Regions from separate parts of the Sus scrofa genome. Here region 2 is linked to region 1. A link is a contact called in public HiChIP or PLAC-seq data. All regions are on one chromosome and are shown on one strand. Each heading gives the region's core, a stretch centred on a gene start, on an enhancer-like site or on the middle of the called end of the contact. The rest is flanking DNA. Distances are from core to core; before and after follow the strand shown. Region 1 overlaps SLC8A2 (sodium/calcium exchanger 2). Region 2 overlaps BICRA (glioma tumor suppressor candidate region gene 1 protein).

Region 1 (5,974 bases), core at 1,777-4,276:
CCTTGGTTTCTGTCAGACACACCACCTCACTTCTCTGGCTTCCACCCATTCCCGAACGGCTTGCTAAGGCTGCACGTCCCCAGCATGGGGTTGGGGGGGGAGCAGCCCTCCCAGAACGGCTGCTTTCTACAGGACCCACTCACTTTCTGGGACTACAGCCCACCCCCTGACTCGTGGACACATGATGTGAGAAAGAAAGCTGTCAGGCTCCATGCTTGATCTCCTCCGACTGCAGGAATTAAAGTCTGGGCCACTCTCTTTCTAAGGGACCCTCCTCAGACACGGGGGAAGAGCGGGTCGGGCCATCGTGTTTCAATGGAACATACGCTGTCGTCTCTCGAGGCCTCACTCTCTTATTTCTGTGACATCTCCTCCAACACTACTCTGCCCCTCATCTTAGTTAAACTGCGATTCATTGTCCTGGTTCTTGTCACACCCCTGAGACAGAGGTCTATGGAATCTTCCATCTGGTTTCTTGGTGTGTGTGGGGGGATGAACATCTTGTTTCTATGGGACCCAGGCAGAATGGTTTTTAGGAAGGCACCTTATTTCTATGGGATGCCCCCCCGCCCCGGACCCCAACACCTGTCTCTTCAAAGCCTCGCCACCTTCTCCCTATGGAACCCACGGTCCGGTTTTTACCATGCCCGCCGTCTTAGTTCTTTGGGACATTCCACCTGGTGGAATCCATCCCCCGGCCCCTCCCCCACCTAGTTTCTATTCGAGCCACCTGTCTATTGCCGTAGGACCCGCCATGGGACCCGCCACGGTGGCTCTGGATGATCCCACCACCTGATTTCCACAGGGCCTTTCTCTTAGGCTCCGCCTGCCTGGCTTCTCTGAGACTCTACCCCAACAAGTGGTCTCCCGAGGAGTTACCGGGGATGGAAGTGCCCAGGGCCACGAAGACTACGGCATTGACAGAGTCCTTGAGGCCAACGGTGCAGCCAAAGTGGGAGGCGAGGTCTCCGATGAGGGCGGTGAGCAGGCCGATGACCAGGATGCAGACGCCGAAGCAGGCCCAGCCGTGGCAGTACTCAGTGGGGGGCACGCAGGCGAACAGAACCTTCCAGAACACCGTCAGGAAGTGCATGACGTAGTCAAAGCACGACGGCAGCCGCTCCTCCCGGGACCCGTCCTCCTCCTCCTCCTCGTCCCCTGGGGGCACACGACCCAGCTGGGGCACAAAACCATGCTTCCTTCCTCGCCTGTAGAACCCTTGTTTTGTTCAACTTCCAGAGAGCCAGTCCCATCAAATGAATTACCTTCCCAGAATCCCTTGCAGCTAGGAGAATGCATGGGCCCTGGGAAAAATAGTCACTTTCCAAGAATCACTGGAAGCTAGAGGAGGCAGGTGCCCAGCTAAAAATACTTGTTTCCCAGATACCTTTTGCTAAGGGTGGCCACATATGGACAGGCATATCTGCAGCTAGAAATATCCACTTCCTCTGATTCACTGCAGCTGACAGCAGCCATATGCTCAGCTAAAGGTGCTTACTTTCCCAGAATTCCCTGAAGCTGGAGAGAACCATATACCCAGCAAACGTTAGTCACCTTCCCAGCGCACCCTTGGGCAAGCAACGATGCTGTCCTAGGTGAAACAATATTCACTTTCCCAGAATCCCTTGCAGCAGCAGCCAAGTGACCCATTCTGGCAAGGAGACATAAACAGAGTTTCCGGAAAGCTCTAGCTTTTCAGAGTTGCTTATGCGACCTATGGTGACTGAACGTGACCCACTTTTGACCTGCAGTGACTTGTGCAATAGGAAAGTGTAAGTGAAATGTTTTGCTTTTTGCTTACTTCGCCTGAAACTGATAAGCAGAAAGCAATGAAGAAGCAAGGAACACACCTGAGTGTACCAAGCATTACATCTGGAAGGATGCTAATAAGAAATGCTGTAATCCCTGGCCAGCTGCTCAGAGCACATCAGGGGATAAAAGCCAGACAAGCCAACAAATCATGAAGCCACTTCCCCTGGTCCCACCCAATGACTCCTTGGAATGTCAGGGAGCAGAGGACAGCTGGGGGCCGTGGAGACAGAGAGAGGCTGGTAGATTGGGGGATTCAGATCGTATATCCCTTTTCCCACTTTTCTTGCCTACTTAGCTCCTTGGCTTGTTAATGAAATAAATGCTTGAATGTGTAAATGCTTTACTACTAATATAGATCGTGAGGCTTCTTTGGTTCTGCCTGTTGCATCTCAAAGAACGTTTTTGCTGCAACCCCAAGTAAAAGGGCATTGGAAACTAGAACTGGAAATCAAACTCAGCAGGCACTCTGCCTCTTCCTGCTTCCTCTTTCTTCCTGCCTGGAATACGGACTTGACACCTGGAGGTACAGCAGCTGTCTTGCAGCCATGAGGGCAACAGCTGAGAATAGGAAAAAGAAACCGAGGAGGAGCCTGGGCCTTTAACAACATTACTGAGCTGCTAACTTTTATTCCTCATCATGGCTGCATCTGTGGTATATGCAAGTTCCTGGGCTAAGGGTCAAATCAGAGCTGACGCTGAGGCCCACACCACAGCGGCAACAACACCACAGCTTGCGGTGACACTGGATCCTTAACCCACTGAGCCAGGCCAGGGATTGAAGCCACATCCTCACAGAGACAACATGGGTTCTTTACCCACTGAGCCACAACAGGAACTTCGGGGAGAGGGGGAGGCGCGGTTTTCAAAGATGCTTGAAACCAAGTCCAGCCTGTAAAGAGCTTACCATCAAGAAAGGGAGGCAGAGGAAGTACAAACGCATCTCTAAGTGCAAGTGGGACGTGATTCATCCCTAAAGGAACGAGAACCACTCTTCTCTGCCAGCACCTCACAAAGCTTTGTGCTCACCGGAAGAATCAAAAGGCATTTGTGGAACACAGTGCAAAATGATCCAGCCCCAGCCCAGATACTGGGGATAGAGCCTTAATTCAATGAGTTCATCCCAGGAAATGGACTTCAGAGCTGCCTGATACTCGATCTGTCTTCACTGTCGTCATCATGAGGATTATTCTTACTGTTGCTATGACCGCTACTTCCTCTGATGTAATCATGTGCTTTCTGTGCACCCAGGGCCTTCAAGACCGCTGTCTCGCACCCACAGTTACAGCGTCGTGCAACCCTTTTACCTTCATTAAGCCACTAGAAGGACGGTTCTGACTCCCACTGTTCTTAGAATGAAGCTCAGCCTCCTGAGACCTTGTACCACCCATTTCCTGCCAGTTTTGAGAACCTACACTCACACCCATCCCACCCTCTCCCTCTTCTGTCCACAAGCTCTCTCTGCCTCCAGGAGTTCCCCTCGTTTAAAATGTTCCACAGCTGGAATTCCTGCTGTGGCTCAGTGGGTTAGGAATCCGACTAGCATCTATGAGGACACAGGTTCCATCCCTGGCCTCGCTCAGTGGGTTAAGGATCTGGTGTTGCCCTGAGCTGTGGTGTAGATCACAGACGCAGCTCAGATCCCATGTGGCTGTGGCTGTGGTGTAGGCCAGGCAGCTGTAGTTCCAATTGGATCCCTAGCCTGGGAACTTTCATATGATGCTTGAAAGTAAAATAAAATAAAATAAAATAAAATAAAATAAAATAACATCCAAGCCCCCTCTGGACCCTGCTTACCTCCAGCCTCATCCCTGCCTGAAACAGTCACCCTCCCCAGAGGTGCCATGAGCTCTCATACTTCCAGACTCCCTACTTGGTTTCCCCTCTGCCTGGCTCCCTCCTCTCAGCTACCTCCTATTCCCACTGGAAGACTCAGATTAGAAGCCTCCTCCTCCAGGAAGCGCTCCCTGATCTTCAAGCTGGGTCAGACACCCGATCTGGGTTCCTGTAGCTCCCTGGGGTCCCCCATCTCAGTCCTGCCCACTCTGAGTTGACATTCTCTTGTGACAGGCCTGTCTTCCCCACTGGGCTGTAAGCTCTGTGAGGACAGGGAGGGCCCAAGCTTCCATGGTCATGTCTTTGTCCCCATCCATGCTCCTGCACAGGGCCGGGCCCAGAGAATCCCTCAGAAATAGATGTCAAAAGACTGTGGCTTCGTGGAGTTCCCTGGTGGTGCAGTGAGTTAAGGACCTGGTGTTGTCACTGTTGTGGCTCAGGTTGCTGCTATGGTGCAGGTTTGATCCCCAGTCTGGGAATTTCTGCATGCCATGGGCATGGCCAAAAATAAATAAATAAAATAAAAAGAGTGTGACTTCAGAGGAAGATGCCACTTTGCTTCTATTAGGACTACAACCTGTGTCTCTAGGCCTGCCACCTGGTACTTTTTCCCACACACCAATTTCTTTCCAACAAGTCTTTGTGTGTTTCCCGTTCCCACTAGCTTGGCCCCTCTGAAGGTAACCTAATGTTGTACAAGGGGCAGAAGTCCTGAGTTCTGCCCTAGCACTTTCTGGATTCCCTGCGGGACTTCAGGCCAGTCCCTCTTAGGTCTCCCCCTCGCTTTCTCCAAGACAATCTGTGAATCCAGGTGTCATCATACATGCAGCCACATGGGGGCAGTGTGGGCCTGTCTGAGCCCTAAGTTGGGGGGGCATGAGACCGGCTCAGGTGGGAGAGCTGGGTACCCTGGTGACTGTCTCCATGGCAACAGAGGGGCCCAGGCTGTGTGGGGGAGGCCATGCCTTTTAACCTGTTTCCACCCTCCAGTCACCGGAGGCCAGGAGAAAGCCTGGGCTGAGCCCCTTCCTCCCCACAGCTCTGCCTCTCCACCAGCTTTCTATGTCTCTGTGCCTACCTGCCTCTCTCTCTGACCCTCCGCGTCTTCATTCTCCACATTGTTCCTGCTTCTTCCGCATCTCTGTCCCTCCGGGATCTGGGTGCCTCTGTGTGTCTGTCGCTCCTATTTGTATCTGTCCCCTATTTTTTCCTTTGTCTTTCTGCAACTGTTTCTTGGTCTTTCTCTTTGGGTCTCTCTGCTCTCCTTCCTTCTCTCCTTGTCCATCTTTCCCTGTCTCATTTCTCTCTGTCTCCCCACCCCCTTCTTCTCTCTCCCTGCCTCTCTTCTCCCTCCCCACTTACCTGCGCTCACCGTAATTGCCTCTAAAAACTGCTCTCTCCACGAGTGGGTCCCAATCACCAAAGCCAAGTTCGTTTTCTTGATGAGTTTATCCACCGTGTTCTGGGGATGAGAGGGGGAGAGACCATCGCCCAGATCACCCCGGGCAGCTCCTCCACGAGGGGTCCTGGGGATGGGGGCTCACACCTCATGCTCAAGGGTCCTCAACCTCTGTACCTGGGTCCTGCTGGCAAGAAGGGACACGGGAGGCCTTGCTCTCCATGGTGCTAGTGGAGAGGTCCGGACGATGGCGTCAGACCTTGGTGGCCCTCATAGTGGATCCCCCCACCGGACAAACGACTCAGGCCAGACTCCAGGAAAGTGAAACCCCAGAAAATCACCTTAAAATCATATGACTCCTCAATGATGACCTCCAGCCGGCAGTTTTCCCCAAGAACCGGCTTGCCCATCTCTGCTATCCTCCGAGCCTCTTCCTCCTCAGCCGTTGGTTTCCTGTCCCCGTCGCCTGCGACACGAGGGATGGGAGTTTAGACTCCAGGGAGGCTTACCTGGGCCTGAGATGCCTCTCTTACCTTTTCCCATTGATAAAGAAAACCCTGTCTGCTCTTCTCTAGGACGGCTCCTTGCGGACGCTTCCCCAGCCTGCCCCCCCCCAACCCCCGCCAACCCATCTGACCGCCGTCTTTCCCAATTTGAGACCCGGCTCCCATGGGCTGGTCCACGAAGTTCAGTTGATGGGCTCTGAGGATCATATGGTGGGAGCTGTGTGACCTTGGGCAAGGCCTCAGGCTCTCTGTGCCTCAGTGTTCATATCTATAAAATGGGCACAATAATAGTACCTACCTAGGGTGGTTGTGAGACTTAAAGGCGTTCCTTCCTGTGAAGCGCTTAAAACAGTGCCTGGTACCCAGTAAATCATCCACAGTGTTAATTTATGATTTTCGCCACCATCATTGTCACCATTCAAGC
Region 2 (5,974 bases), core at 2,503-5,002, 180 kb after region 1:
AGGTGAAGTTTTTGAAGCACTTCGAACCACATGTGGCATTGGTAGGGGCCCGACAAACCTTGGCTGTGATGACGAAGAGGATGATGAAGCAGGAGGCGGTGGCAGCTGAGGGCATAGGTCACAGACTCGCACCACTTCGAACGCCTGGCCTTGCAGACTCTGCCACCTGCAGATCGTCCTGAGCAGGGATCAGCCTCGTGGTTGGGCAGGTCAGGCCGATGGCCAGGAAGGCGGGGGCTGGCGTGGACGAGCAGAGGCCAAAGGGAGCCTGGCCAGTAGGAGGCGGGCTTTACACAGTCACGTGTGCCTGGCTTGATTGATGTCTTCACTGGCGGACTTGTACCCTGTGAAGGTACATCAGCACAGGGCAGGCGTGGGTATCAGCACAGGGCAGGCATGGGTAGGGGAGGCACTGAGCGACACTTGCCCAGCACTGGGTGAGTGGCTGGATGCAGCAGCATGAAGTCATGATTCATCAAATTCAAGACAAGCAGCAGAGCGCGGGCACCAATCAGGCAGCACCCAGCGTGGTGCTGAGGGAAGGAGGAAGGGTCTCGCAGGCTCCATGCTATGCTGGGGTTTCCCTTCTGTCGCTGGGGCGTGGGGGTGTCTCAGGTGGTCCTGAGCCAGCAGATGGGGTTCTGGGGGCAGCATTTATTTGTCAGTCTTCCTAAGGAAGTGCTTGAGTATTTTAACAACAGGAGCAGCTAGTTGGGAACAGGCTGCACATGCGCATGGGCTGGGTGGGTGGGTGGATGCAGAGAGGAGGAGATAGAGTGGAGAGGTTTGGGAGGCAGAATGGCTAAGACTTGGGTGAGCCAGAGGGGTGAGGTTAAGGTTGGTCTCTAGTCTCTAGAGAAGGCTGTATCAGTTGGCTGCTGCCACGTAACAAACACCCTCCAACTTATAGGCTGTTCTGGTTCCTGTTGCTGTTTACCAAATTACCCCAAAATGTAGCAGCTAGAAGGAACCACTGAATTATGCTCCCTTGGTAGAAAATTTGACACACGAGTCTCTGCTCGCCATGTCTTGGGGCTTGGCTGGGAAGGGTCACAGGCTGGGGGCTGCACGGCACCTGGGCCGGGGTGACTTGAAGATATGACCATCAACCAGGGCACCTGCTCGTGGTCTCTCCACGCGGCTAGCTTAGGCTTCCCCATAGCATGGCAGCCTCCGAGTGGTCAGAACTCTGTTAAGGTGGCTTAGAGCTTCCAGAGTGAATGTCCCAGTGAACACGATGGAAACTGGATTACGTTTTAGGACCATCGCACAGTGGCGCTTCTGTTGCACTGTCCTGGTTAAAAGAAGTCACAAACTTTCCTCAACTCAAGGGAATTAGTAAGATCGTGGGGGATTGGGGACCTCATAGCAGCCATCTTTGGGAAAACACCATCTGCCACAGTGGATTGAAACAAAGCCATGATCCCGATGGTTGGAAATTGGCCTGGGCACAGGCCTGAATCCCCTGGGTCTTGGAGTGGGTGTCTGCTCAGCTGTAGGTCAGCGAAGTGGCTCTGCTTCTAGGGCTGGGCTGGCTGGGAGCTGGGATGTCGGAGGCGATGGGCGTGGGTCTCGTGTCTTCCTAAAGGCTACCCCGGATGTCTTCACGTGGCAGCTGGGCAAAGAGCAGGCTTGGAAACGTACACCATCCCTTCTGCCGCATTCTGTTGGCCACGGTGAGTCAGAAGGCCAGCCTGAGTTCAAGGGTTGAGTAATAGACCCCATCTCTTGATAGGAGGTGCTAAAAAGAGTGACACTAGGGAGGCGAAGAGTTTCTGGCTGCTTTTGCAATCAACCACAGTGGCGTTTGTTTTTTCACATCTCCTTACCATCAGCCCTCTCCCATCTTGCTGGGCCTCTCTTCTCAGTCAGTGGATTCACAGTGTACAGTCCTTGACCCATGGAAGGCTGTGAGGGTCCTTGTGATGGATTGCAAAGGTATCTAGAAATGCTAGCTCATGAAGTTCCCTTCGTGGCACAGTGGTTAACGAATCCGACTAGGAACCGTGAGGTTGCGGGTTCAATCCCTGCCCTTGCTCAGTGGGTTAAGGATCCAGCGTTGCTGTGAGCTGTGGTGTAGGTCGCAGACACGCCTCGGATCCTGTGTTGCTGTGGCTGTGGTGTAGGCTGGTGGCTACAGCTCCTATTCGACCCCTAGCCTGGGAACCTCCATGTGCCGTGAGAGCGGCCCAAGAAAATGGCAAAAAGGCAAAAAAAAAAAAAAGAAAGAAAGAAAGAAAGAAATGCTAGCTCACTTGTATCGGGTTGTGCTCAACTGCACAGAATGAAAAACCTAGTAGTGGCTTAAACTATAAGGATTAAGCATTTGAGAGTCAGGCGACCCATGAGTTGTTAAGAACCTAGTCATGCAGGGGGTTAAGTATCCAGCATTGTCACTGCAGCAGCCCAGGTTGTTGCCATGGTACAGGTTTGATCTCTGGCCTGGGCACTTCCACATGCCACAGACAGAGGGGGAAAAAAAGAGAGAGAACCTAGTCTTTTTCTCTCCTCTCATCAGTTATCCTCTGCAGATAGGCTTATCAGCCTCAGGTTTATTGCCTCATGGTTGCAAAATGGCTGCCACTGTTCCAGTATTCTCACCTGTATTCAAAGTTGGAAGTTGGAAGCAAAAGACTTTCTCCTGAGAGAAGCTCTGTCTTTATATTCTGGAAGAAAAACATTCCCAAATTCTCTTGGTCTTCCCCAAAAGACTCATTGAGCAGAACCTGACTCTGTACACCTTGGCTTTGACTGTTTGTGAAACTGTGGCTGCCCTAGCTGCAAGGAAGCCTGATGAATTCCCCTCAACGGGATAGCAGTGCCACTGGCTTAGTCCAATAATTTCAAAGCTAATTTTGGCCACAACCCACAGTAGGAAATATGTACACACACAGACACACATAATGGAAACCAGTGTCACTCACTGACCCTTAGGCTTACCCTGTGTGAGGCCGTTTGATATTTGCATTCCTATCCCATTCCGTTGGACCCTATACTGTTTAACTTAAAAAAAAAAAAATCCTGGGAGTTCCCGTCGTGGCGCAGTGGTTAACGAATCCGACTAGGAACCATGAGGTTGCAGGTTCTGTCCCTGCCCTTGCTCAGTGGGTTAATGATCCGGCATTGCCGTGAGCTGTGGTGTAGGTTGCAGACGCGGCTCGGATCCCGCGTTGCTGTGGCTCTGGCGTAGGGCGGTGTCTACAGCTCTGATTCAACCCCTAGCCTGGGAACCTCCATATGCCGCGGGAGCGGCCCAAGAAATAGCAACAACAACAACAACAGCAACAAAAGACAAAAAAAAAAAAAATATCCTGGTCTCAACCTGCTAATTTGATTTCACTACCTCCAAAGGCATGACCCACCGTTTGAAAAAGACTGACTCAGAAGTCTTTGTTTACATCTTGGGCTCGGCCGGCCTTCCCTGGGCGAGTGGGTGGCTCGGGGCTGCTGAGACCGAGGCCAGGAGGGCTGGGGAAATGGCCTTTGGCAGAGCAGCAGCGAGGCTTCGCCACATCCTCTTCTCGGCCTCTCATTTCCCATCAGCAAATGATACAGTTCCGTCGACTGTCATTTTTATGACTTGCAAAGGACCTGAGGGTGACCAGCATTCGGCTGGGGAAATTCAAATGAGCCTGTTTTGGAGCTTCGCGGGGACTCTTAATTCCGGCTCTCGCGCGGCAGCCTGGCGTCTGCACAGCTCCCATGACAGCGCAGAAGTCTGAGTGCATTGCAAGCGCCCGAGGAATTCACAGGATTTTCTGGAAGGACACTTTGTCATTGTTGCGTCACGGCTGTTCTCTTGAGCTGCTTGTGCTTTGCAGGCCCAGCTTGTCCTGCTTTTTATAGCCTGGTGGTGGAGAATTCCTCAGAATCACAGGGTCTGGGTTCAAATTCTGGCCCCACAGTGTGGCTTGGGGCAAGCGTCCTGACCCCTACAAGCCTCGGTTTCCCTCCCGTGCAGAGGGGGTCATCAGTGGGTGTGGAGTGGGCACAAGGCCTGATGTGAGGAAGCCTGGGGGCAGGGTGGGCTCTGCCCGCATCAGTCAGCCTCAGCCAAGTGATTTGCAGCAACAAGTGAGCCCCAGATCTCGGTGGCTGACAACAGCCAAGGCTCCTCTCGGCCACGGGTCAGCTGTGGCTCTGTCCATGTGTCCACTTTGTGCCGGGACTCGAGCAGAACCAAACGATGGCTCTTAGAGCTTCTGCTCTGAGTTCCCTGGTGGCTCAGAAGGTTAAGCACCTAGCGTTGTCACGGCTATGGCTCAGGTTGCTGCTCTGGTGCAGGTTTGATCCCTGGCCCGGAAACTTCTCTGAGTGTAGCCAATAAAAAAAATAAATAAAATAAAGTGTGGCTGCTCTGAAGGATGCATTACATCCACTCCTGTGTGGATAATTTGGGGTTGCAGCTTTGCACACTCATGGTCTGTGTCCCCTCCAACCGAGTCACTTTTTTGGAAGCTTGAGGATGTGTGTGTCGAGGAGAGGGGCGTTCGGTGTCATCCCTGGTGGAGAACCAGGGGTCGTGACCCGCCCCAAGGTCAAGGACTGAGTCTGCTCTGCTCCTTCCAGTACCCTCAGCCCTCCCTCTCCCCGACGCCGGACACAGAGCTGGCGAGTCCTAAAGGCCCTTTCTACCAGGCTGCTCTTTGAACAAACGAATGGGTTTGTTTAACCCCCTCTGCAAATTCATTCATTTGCCCCACAGATATTCACTGAGCCCCCTGCGTGCACCACAGGGAACCGCACAGACAAAAAGCCTGCCCCTTGGGCGTTTGACATTGTGGCAGGGGAGACAGACGGTAAACAATCAGACAGATAGTATTTGATATTAAAGTATTTTCAGAGTTCCCATCATTGCTCAGCGGAAACGAATCCAACTAGGAGCCATGAGGTTGTGGGTTTGATCCCTGGCCTCGCTCAGTGGGTTAAGGATCTGGCGTTGCCATGAGCTGTGCTGTAGGTCGCAGATGCGGCTCGGATCTGGTGTGGCTGTGGCTGTGGTGAGGCCGGTGGCTGCAACTCCGATTGGGCCCCTAGCCTGGGAGCCTCCATATGCCATGCGTGTGGCCCTAAAAGGACAAAAGCCAAAAAAATAAAGTATTTTCAAAGTGAAAACCGTTATGGAAAATTCCAAATATGCACAAAGTCCAGAAAATAGTAAAACACGGACACCGTCAACCAACTCTTTGCCAGTTTTCCGTTTCCCCACACACTAGACCAGCATTGTCTAAGAGAGCTTTCCGCCACCACAGAAATGTTCTAGAGCTGTGCCCACCCGTGTGGGAGCCACCAGCCACATGTGGCTGTTGAGCCTAAGAAACGTGGCCAGCATGACTATGAACTAAATGCTTTCTAATTTCCTTTGTATTTTTACGTAATTTTTTTATTTAAAATTTTAAGGTTCCCCATTGTCCCTTTCTTTTTCTCAGTTTTGAGAAAAAGAGGTAAAATATATATAGCATATAGTTTATTGAGGTAAAATATATATAGCATATAATATAAAATTTACCTGGAGTTCCCTGGTGGCTCCATGGGTTAAGAATCTGACATTGTCACTGCTGTGGCTCAAGTTGCTGCCGTAGTGCAGGTTCGATCCCTGGCCGGGGAACTTCTGCAGGCCTCGGGCATGGCCAAAAAAACATGTACAATCTCAGCCTTTTTTGTGGGGGCCGTGCCCGCGGCATGTGGAATTTCCTGGGCCAGGGATCCAGCCTGCGCCACAACAGCAACCTGAGCCACTGCAGTGACAACACTGGATCCTTAACTTATTGCACCATAAGAGAATTCCTCAGCCACTTTTTTTTTTTTTTTTTTTTTTGTCTTTTTGCTATTTCTTGGGCCCCTCCTGCAGCACATGGAAGTTCCCAGGCTAGGGGTCCAGTCAGAGCTGTAGCCACGGGCCTACGCCAGAGCCACAGCAACTGGGGATCCGAGCCGCGTCTGCAACCTACACCACAGCTCATGGCAACACCGG

What was found. HiChIP or PLAC-seq counts read pairs in DNA pulled down with a chosen protein or histone mark.
Region 2: a contact with region 1 is called in an H3K27ac HiChIP or PLAC-seq map of alveolar macrophages. The contact joins two enhancer-like sites. A contact is called at or near these places in 2 of 47 Hi-C or Micro-C datasets (embryonic fibroblasts and epiblast stem cells) and 2 of 2 datasets of contacts at active chromatin or transcription factors (alveolar macrophages and skeletal muscle).

The regions. Positions count from the first base shown.
Region 1 is chr6:53,203,960-53,209,933 of Sscrofa11.1, forward strand. It overlaps SLC8A2 (sodium/calcium exchanger 2), which reads right to left. Exons shown (of 12, transcript XM_021094637.1): 9 at 5,386-5,510; 10 at 5,008-5,107; 11 at 880-1,158. Among named protein-coding and RNA genes, the nearest start is that of MEIS3, 18 kb to the left of the region's middle. Within about 2 kb of position 3,027, at least 3 of the 83 cell types and tissues checked have an H3K27ac peak or open chromatin away from gene starts, as enhancers often do. A contact at or near this core is called in alveolar macrophages, where this site is marked.
Region 2 is chr6:53,381,724-53,387,697 of Sscrofa11.1, forward strand. All of the region lies in intron 1 of BICRA (glioma tumor suppressor candidate region gene 1 protein), which reads left to right. Among named protein-coding and RNA genes, the nearest start is that of EHD2, 39 kb to the right of the region's middle. Within about 2 kb of position 3,753, at least 32 of the 83 cell types and tissues checked have an H3K27ac peak or open chromatin away from gene starts, as enhancers often do. A contact at or near this core is called in alveolar macrophages, where this site is marked.